Regions from separate parts of the Capra hircus genome. Here region 2 is linked to region 1. A link is a contact called in public Hi-C data. All regions are on one chromosome and are shown on one strand. The core of a region is the stretch at or near the end of the contact, and the rest is flanking DNA. Distances in the headings are between cores, read along the strand shown. Region 1 overlaps PTPRE (receptor-type tyrosine-protein phosphatase epsilon). Region 2 overlaps PTPRE (receptor-type tyrosine-protein phosphatase epsilon).

The links. A called contact is a pair of places that touch in the nucleus more often than the background predicts.
Region 2: a Hi-C map of blood shows a contact between it and region 1, with 2.0 times the contacts expected there. The contact joins two enhancer-like sites. A contact is called at or near these places in 2 of 5 Hi-C or Micro-C datasets (both in blood).

Annotation. Positions count from the first base shown.
Region 1 is chr26:4,555,950-4,560,616 of ARS1.2, forward strand. It overlaps PTPRE (receptor-type tyrosine-protein phosphatase epsilon), which reads right to left. Exons shown (of 21, transcript XM_018041550.1): 13 at 4,471-4,606; 14 at 4,057-4,206; 15 at 3,611-3,704; 16 at 2,245-2,321; 17 at 1,337-1,471. Among named protein-coding and RNA genes, the nearest start is that of MKI67, 47 kb to the left of the region's middle. Within about 2 kb of position 1,547, at least 1 of the 5 cell types and tissues checked has an H3K27ac peak or open chromatin away from gene starts, as enhancers often do.
Region 2 is chr26:4,589,741-4,594,163 of ARS1.2, forward strand. PTPRE (receptor-type tyrosine-protein phosphatase epsilon) reads right to left here. Exons shown (of 21, transcript XM_018041550.1): 3 at 1,614-1,741. The coding sequence starts at 1,734. Among named protein-coding and RNA genes, the nearest start is that of MKI67, 81 kb to the left of the region's middle. Within about 2 kb of position 1,616, at least 1 of the 5 cell types and tissues checked has an H3K27ac peak or open chromatin away from gene starts, as enhancers often do.

The DNA.
Region 1 (4,667 bases), core at 297-2,796:
TAAGTGATACGAGTTTGCAATATAGTTATGACAGGCCCCAGCAGTTCCAGCCCTAGGCATCTACCTAAGAGAAATAAAAATATGTGTCCACGTAAAAACTTGTCCATGAGTGTTCAAAACAGTATTCGTAACAGCCCAAAGTGAAACAACCCAAATGTCCAAACACTAATGAAGGAAAACACAGAATTTAGGGCCATACTATTAAAAAAAAAAAGAGTGAGGAACTGATTCATGAATGAGCCTTATAAACACGCTCAGTGAAAGTGCTCAATCATAAAAAAAAGGTGGCATGATTCCATTTATATGAAATATCCAGAGGAGGCAACTTCATAGTCAGAAAGTAACTAACCTGTGGTTGCAGGGATTGTGAGGAGGGAGTAGGCAGTGATCATTCGTGGGTGTGGGGTTTCTTTTCAGGTGATGAAAACGATCTGAATTAGTGATGCTGTACAACTCTGTGAGTAGGCTAAAACCCACGGAACCAGACCTTTTAGAAAGAGGAACTGCGTGATATGTGTGTTATGTCCCAATAAAACTGTTTTTAAAAAGCAAAGAAGTCAAACTCCACAAATTCAGGGTAGTGGATACCTCTTGGGAAAACACCTAGGTAAGTAAGTATATGTTATCAGCCAAAGTTTGGTTTTTCGATTGGATGATGGGCTCAAAAGTGTTTATGATGCTATTAAATAAAAATAAGAAGATTATGTGCCTCTAGATGGATCTCTGGGAGAAAAGAAACATTTAATCCATTCACTTCTACCAGGACTATATTAATTAGGCACACATTTCAATACCTCCATCTTTTGCCCCAAGAAAAGTGAATAAAGGTCTTTTCCTTCAACAGGTTGTGATCAAATATGTATTTGTGGCAAACACAAAATGGCAGAAATTCAAGGCAGGTTAAATGTGGCTCAGACGGTAAAGTGTCTGCCTACGGTGCATTAGACCAGGGTTCTATCCCCGGGTCAGGAAGATCCCCTGGAGAAGGAAATGGCACCCCACTGCAGTACTCTTGCTTGGAAAATCCCATGGACAGAGGAACCTGGTAGCAGTCCATGGGGTCACAAAGAGTCGGACATGCCTGAGCGACTTCACTTTAAATAAAATGTAAGCTAAGAGCAACAGCCAATGGGTAGTTACAATGAACTGGAGTGGCGGGGGGAGTTGAAATAAAACCTTTTTCATTTGCAGCCTCTCTCCCTCCTCAGTAGCTGTGGCCTGGCCTCACAGCTGATGGCAGGTGAGGTGTTCCCAAGGGACAGGCAGTCCATCGGGTGGGCTGCACCCGGTGGGTGTGAGCGGCCCTGGAGGCCGCTGGGGTGGGGGGCGGGCTGACCTGCTCTCTCTCCTGCACCTCGGTCAGCATCACGATCGTGTGGCACTTCCACTCCCAGACCATCCTCCAGAAGTCCTCCACGGTGTGCGCCAGGGGCCCCTGGGTGGCGATGAAGTAGTCCTTCTGCCGGTAGCCCTTCAAATGGGAGCAGAGGTTCAAGTCTGGCTTCCCCCCGCCGCTCTCCCATGCTGGGACACGTGGCTTTAGGACAGCCCAGGGCCGCAGGAGGGACGGCATTCAGTCTTCCGGGGCCTGAGCCAAGCCCCAGATGGCACACGCCCAGAAAACAGGTCAAGGGGCCCCTTCACCTCTGTACCAGGTAAGAGGACCCTTGCTTGGACTGGCTTTGATTCTATTAAGAATGCGTCTGTACGTGTCACAGCTAACAGCATCGAGGCAGGGCAGAGAGGGTGCAGAGTTAGAGGAAGTGAGTTAATTCCCCGGTCCTGGCTTGGGGCCTGCGTGACCCCCCTCCAGCACAGCGTTCTCTCGTCTGTGAACCAGAATCCACACATGGACTTGACTGCAATGCTGTCTCCTGCCCATTCAGCTCTGCTGTGCACAAGGCAGCCTGTGACGGGGCCTGAACCGGACTGTGGTCACAGGACAGAAAGCTCAGGGACAGAGGGCTAGAGTTTAACAGCGAAGCAAAAGAGAAGTTACGATGTATTTAAAGGCAGAATGGAAAAGCAGCCAATTATTTAAAAGTGCACGTACATCCTCTATATCAGAGTTCCTTATTTTTTTTTTTTTTCAGCAAGTGTTTGCTTATGAACTGGTTTGGCTTCCTGGGGGCGTGTCCACCCTTTCTGATTGTGAAAGCAAGTAGGTGAAGAGACTGTGATCACAGGGAAAGGGAGCTATCATCCCCACCAGGCACACAGGCCCGGCGGGTGCCCGGCACTTACGTCTATAAAGGATGCGTTGATGTAGTCCGTGTACTCCTGGCCCCTCTTCATGGAGAGAATCACTCGGTTGAAGTCGTCTGTAAAGCAGTGCATCCCGTGGGTCAGAAGCGACCCCATCCTGCCTGGCAAACTTGAACTCGCTGTTAGGAGCTTCCGAGACAAAGCTTATGGATAATATCACTAAATACAGTCAACCCCTTGGAAGGTTTCCTTCCTAAACTAGGTTCCTTCAAGTGGCCAGGGGAAGCTGTGATTTGTGAGGAAAGTTCTCAAATAACTGACTCATTGTCTTCATCGGTCATAAATTGAGGTGCTGGGCTGTACTTGGTCACTCAGTCATGTCTGACTCTTTGAAACCCCGTGGACTGTAGCCCGCCAGGCTCCACTGTCCTTGGGGATTCCCCGGGCAAGAATACTGGAGCGGGTAGCCTATCCCTTCTCCAGGGGATCCTCCCGATCAAGGAATCGAACCTGGGTCTCCTGCATGGCAGGAAGATTCTTTACCAGCTGAGTTCCCAGGGAAGCCTAAATTGAAGCCATTCATACCGAAACGTAAACATTAAAGTAAATTTAAGGTGTCAAAGGAGTGTGGCCGGCCAGGCAACGTGGCATAGCCTGCCGGAGGCATCACAGCCACAGAGCCTCCAGGGTCTGAGGCTGGAGAGGGCTTGCCCAGCCCCATGCGCTGCTGGCTTGGGCAGGTCCATGTGAGGGCCTGCTGCTGCATGAGCTGGAGTCCAGGAGGGGATGCAGAGGAGAGGTCTGGGTGAGCCTTACCACCTCCCCTCTAGGCGGGCGCCTCCCCTTCCCCCTGGGGTTCCTCCAATGCCTCTGCTCCTACCAGGCCTGTAGGCTTTCCGTCCCCCTAGACCTCAGGCCACCCAGTGCCCGATGCCTCCCTTGCCCACGGTGTGCCAGCCCCAACGCCTCTCCCTGGAAGGTCTCAGCTGAGTTCCCTTCGGGTCTGGCTGCATAGCACGGGCCAGAACTCCACTCTGTGTACAGCGGGGTGTCGTGCCTCTGCCCAGGCTTGGGGGAGGATGGGATGGCATCTCATAGAATCAGGAGGCACCGCGTCAGGCCCGAAGCTCATCTCTCCACTTCCAGGAAGTCCCCCTCCCTCTCCCGCCTCCAAGTCCAGGTCACAAGCTGCCCGCCTGACACCCGCAGGACAGCCTAGGTCACTCACATCTTCACAGGCGGGTGTTCTCTTCCCCACACTTGACAGAGCTCCCCGAGGGCACCCCGCCCTGGACCCCTGGTTTATAGGAGCGGGTGGTCAACGACCTTCCAGCGACTGAAGCCCCAGGGTACCCGCCCGATGGCGCGTGCCGTGAGGGCCTACCCTCCACGGGCGGCCCCTTACATGGAATGATCTGGATGACCCTGGCCTTCTTCATGTTCGCGGGCAGGTTGCCTGTCCTCATGTTCTCCTTCATGATGCGGACGTTTGTCAGTTTCTGCAGCGAAGAGAGACACAGCCGCGCAGTTAAAACCCTGATGTTCCTGAGAGACTGCTCAGCCTTCTGACCCCACTGCCATCAGGGACACCCGCTCAGAGGAAACGCCTGTCTCCACCTCCAGACACAGCCCGAGTCTTGGGAGATAAAATGTGCACATATGATATTACCCCCCCCCCCACCCCGCCACCGACATGGCTGCAGAGCTCTGAGAGTCCCCGTTGTTCTTCCCTTGAAAGTCACGGGCAGGACGGACCCCCTTGCTTTTCCGGGAGTTCCTAAGGGAGGCAGCAGCTGCAAGCAGCCTCGTGTGGACGGGGCCGGTCCTCCTGGAGGGCAGGTCGGTGCTTACCCTGAACTCCTCCTCCAGCCCGATCTTGTCGAAGTGGGCGGTGGGGCCTTGCAGCGCCTGCAGGTGCTTCTCCAGGGAGGACACGTCCAGCTCGGTGTCCCCGTAGAGGTAGTACTCCAGTAAGGCTTGGTAGATGAACGTGTACTGCATCTGTGGGGAGACCCAGACGGGCTCCAAGGGGGGCCCCTGGAGTAGGGGGCCCCTTCTCTTTGTGCAGAGGGGAAAGGGTTGCGGGGAACGTCAGATTAAGGGCTCTCTGTAGTGACCATCTGCAGCCTTGGCGAGGGCCGGGGTGACACGGTCCCGGCCAGACACCGCTCTGCATGCACCTGACTTGCGTCCCGGGGCGTCGGGGTTTGCTGAGCCAAGCTCACACCAGCACAGGCGGATGGGCCAGAGGAGGGCATGACTCACGTCTGTCTGAACCATCTGAGGCCGCTGATTGCGGATTCTGGACACGAAGTCAAAGACATCCACCTTCTGCTCCGCGTGCATCATGTCCATCATGGCGTCGATCACTATGAAGGTGCCTGTCCGGCCCACACCCGCACTTGGGGAGAGAGGAAGAGGCCATGTCGTGAGTCCCCTGTCCCCACTGCGATGACAGGACA
Region 2 (4,423 bases), core at 366-2,865, 34 kb after region 1:
CAAGGAGGCACAAGGCGGTGCAGCGACTTACTCAAGGCCGAGGCCACTCAGCTGCTCGGCGGCAGAGCTAGGTGTGAACACAGGCAGGCGACTCAGCAGCGTTTGTTCTTGCTTCTCTTCTCTCCTTCCCTCCTTTTCTTTTAACTTTGTGTGGCATTTACTTTGTCTTATGGAGGTGAAATTTACCAGCTATAAAACACTCGTTCGGAGCACGAAATTTACCAGCTATAACACACCCGTTCTGAGCACGCAATTCAAGGTGTTTTAGTAAATTCACAGCCGTGCAGCCATCGCCACCATCCAGCCTTAGAACTTCACCAACCCACTGAGATCACTCCTGCCCATCTGTGGTCAGCCCCCGGCCCCTGCCACCCCTCCCCAGCCTCCAAGCCCCAGTCAGCCACTCGTACACAGCTGCCTGCAGTGATCAGCCTGTGCGGGCATTTCGTTCATGTGGGACTGTATGACGTGTGCTCTTCTTTCCCGTCTGGGCACCGAGCACGCTTCTCTTGCCACATGTATCCAACATTTTTTTCCCTTTCCTCCTTCCTAACTCCCAGCGTATGAAATCAGTGACAGGCTAGAGTAAGAACCCCCGTGGGTCTGCCTCCAGACTTTCTTGGATCAACCCTGTGGGTCCACAGCCCTGCCCACCTCCTGCCCAGCCACCCACTCTTTTCCAGGTCACCCCTAGACACCCCATCCCTTTCTAATGCACACTCAAGTATGCGTCTCTGAAAGGTACAGATGCTTTGCTGTTCAATCGCTAAGTCGTATTCGACTCTTTGTGACTCTATGAACTGTAGCATGCCAGGCCTCCCTGTCCATCACCAACTCCTGGAGTTTATTCAGACTCATGTCCATCGAGTTGGTGATGCCATCCAACCATCTCACCCTCTGTCGCCCCCTTCTCCTCCTGCCTTCTGTCTTTCCCAGCATCAGGGTCTTTTCCAATGAGTTGGCTCTTTGCATCAGGTGGCCAAAGGATTGGAGCTTCAACATCAGTCCTTCCAATGAATATTCAGGGTTAATTTCCTTTAGGATTGACTGGTTTGATCGCCTTGCTGTCCAAGGGACTCTCAAGAGTCTTCTCCAGCACCACAGTTTGAAAGCATCAATTCTTCGGCACTCAGCCTTCTTCACGGTCCAGCTCTCGCATCAGTACATGACTACTGGCAAAACCACAGCTTGGACTATCTGGACCTTTGTCTCTTATTTTCTTTTAAATAAACACAACTACTATACCAATATCTCATCATCCAAAATACTAACTTCTTAGGGAATGCCAGCGTTTAGATACCTGCTGTGGACTCATCAGTGTTTGCTCAGGATTAGTCTGAATTGGGTCCCGCACAGTCGAGTGTTTCTCCTGTTCCCACCGGAGCTGATCTGACTCTCAGCCCGGGGCTATGTCTGCTGCCTTCTGAGTGCCCAGCTTTGCTCCAGTCAGATCCTGGGTACCTGTTCCTAGCCAGCTTGATTTACAGACTTGCAATGTCAGAAGCAGGCTGAGGAAGCCACTCACCTGCCCATCACCTCGCAAGCTCATCAGGAGGAGGGGCAGGGCGCCGTGGGAGTGGGAGGGCAGCGGGGAAGAGGCGGCGGGGTCTTACCTGCAGTTGTGGAGGTCCAGTTGCTCTGAGCGGCGGTGGCAGTGGTGGTCTCGTTGCCCTTGAGAGCCTTGGCGAGGGGCAGGCTAACACCGGCCAGCAGGAACGGACAGAAGGGCTCCATAGCGAGCCTGGAAGAGGCAGGAGGGGTTCAGAGGACTCACCACTGCCCACCTGGGGCTGGCCAGCCTCCACAAGGCGGGAAACTGAAGGAAGACACAGAGGGATCCAGGAAAAAAAAAAGGTGGGCTGGGGATCAGGGTGGCCTGGGGGTGCTTTGGGAGAGGTCTGTCTAGCAGGAGAGGTCTGTGTACTGGCACGATTTCCACCTGCACTCGGGAATTAATTTCAACTTAGAACAAGCCTGGTTAGGAACTCCGTAACTACCCTTAGGTTATAGACGCTCCTGCTGTTCAGGTTAATTTCCTTTTTTGTTTGTCTATTTTAAGGGGGAGAGAGGAAACAAACAAGAACTTGGACGTGCCTGGGGAGAAAAAACTCTGAGAACAACACGCCATCTGGGATTCTGAGCGGCAGCTTCACAGCCCTTCAAAGAGGTGGCTCAGCCTGGCTTCTGGATTGCCGCCGACGGTAACTTGCCGAACATGTAGGAGCAGTTCGCTGCCCGCCGGCACGCGGCGGAGCGTTCCTGTGCTGCCTCACGGCAGCATCACTGCCCTCAGGAAGGATCGCGGGCTCAGGGAGGAGCGGGTTGATCAGCCTGTGGTCACAGGACCGGGGGGTCGGGGGATCGGCCACCTGCATAGGACCCACCTCTGCTGTCCCCGTGGTCACGACCACAGCCACAGCCTGGCCTTATGCCCAGGTGCTGGCCTGGATTGCCTCCCACCCGAGCTACAGGAAAAGGTTCCTGAATACTTCCAGCCCCCGGTCATCCACTGGTCCCCACTCCAGAGCCTCACTAATTGTCATAAAGCCCAGCTCTGCCCCCTCACTGGTGAGGCGGGAGCGGTGACACGGGGAGGAGGTTCTGGTGTCCTGTCGCGGCTCCTCTCAGCCGAGCACTTGGCCTGCAGTGTTCATGCATCATCTCATCTAAGCTGCTCAACTCCTGGCTGACAGCCTTGCGTCTGGCTCTGCTCGGGTCTGAGCTCTCAGGGGAAGCAGAGGGAAGCCCCCGCCTGGGGCAGGGGGCGATCAGCTCATCTGGCAGAGCCACTTGGGCACTTTGGGGCAGAGGAAAGTATCTATTGGGTGGATGGGTGGATGCACTGGGCAAGCCTGGACCATGATGTGGCTCAACAGAGGAAAAGGCTCTTTGGCCCATGAGACCTGCAGGATGTTGCAGTTTGCCAAGACACCACAGGCCCTTGGGCATCCTGACATGACCTCTGAGTGGTGGAGAAAGCCCTCCTAAACCCCGCCTGCGCCCTGCAGGTGAAGGCAGGCAGTGGCACTTGCCAAGCGGCGCATCCCCTCTCCTGGACAGCCTCCTCCGTTTCATCCATAAACCCACCCATGGTCAGCCTGGGTGCCCAGGCCCACAGGCAGCACTTTCCAGCAAGAAGCCTCTCTCAGAAATATGAATGGGCCGAAGCCAAGAAACATGGGTTCCTCATAATCTGAGAGAGCCTCTGAGCGAGCGCAAAAAAAAGCACCAATCATCTCTCAGCAATCACCGCTATTAGAACGAGACCATTCTGAGCGCATCTACGGCAATTATCCCCGAGCAACTACCATCGTCCCCATCAACACTTCCAGTCCCTTCCTCTCTTTTTTTTTTTTTCCAAAATATCAGATTTAGAAAGCGAGCCAAACGCACAAAATAGCTCTCATTCTGTGAGCGCCTACTGCGTGCTAGACCTTTTCTATGGGTACCAGACCCTCAATTATCCCTCCAGGACTGAGAAACTGAGGCCCCGTGGGGGAACCGGCCCAAACTCTGTGCAGAGGAAATGCAAGAGCCCCGAACAGAACCCAGAACAACTGGACGCAAAAGCTCTCGACCCCGGACAGGCAGCTCTGCATAGAGTGCATTAAATAAATTGTTACTGAGTACTGTCATGATACTCTTAATATATGGAAAAAGAAGTGGCACAGAAGTACAGTGGAACGGTACTCATCCCTTTTACAGTGAAATAAGGCCATTTACAGCAACATGGATGAGCCTAGAGATTATTATACGAAGTGAAGTAAGTCAGAGAGAGACAAATGTCACAATATCACTTAGTGGAATCTAAAAAATGATACAAATGAACTTATTTACCAAACAGAAACAGACTCACAGACACAGAAATCAAACCTATGGCTACCAAAAGGGAACAAGGGGCGAAAGAGAAGTAAATGAGATGTTTGGGATTAACATATAGACACTATTATACATAAAACAGGTAGACAACAGGGGCCTACTATAGAGCACAGGAGACTACATCCAATATCTAGCAATAAACTGTAATGGAAAAGAATCTGAAAAAGAAGACCCTGATGCCGGGAAAGATTGAAGGCAGGAGGAGAAGGGGACGACAGAGGATGAGATGGTTGGACGGCATCACCGACTCCATGGACACGAGTTTGAGCAAGCTCCAGGAGATGGTGATGGACAGGGAGGCCTGGTGTGCTGCAGTCCGTGGGGTTGCAAAGAGTCGGACACGACTGAAAACTGAACTGAACCCAACTGAATCTTTTATATATATAAGAATATAAAACTGAATCACTGTGCTGTGCACTTGAAACTAACAGTATTTTAAATTAATGATACTTCAATAAAGAAATGAAAAAAAAGAAATGCGATCACTAAAAAATACTTGAGTAAACTGTAGAGTAATTAATTAGAAAGTACTAACTGGTTGAAT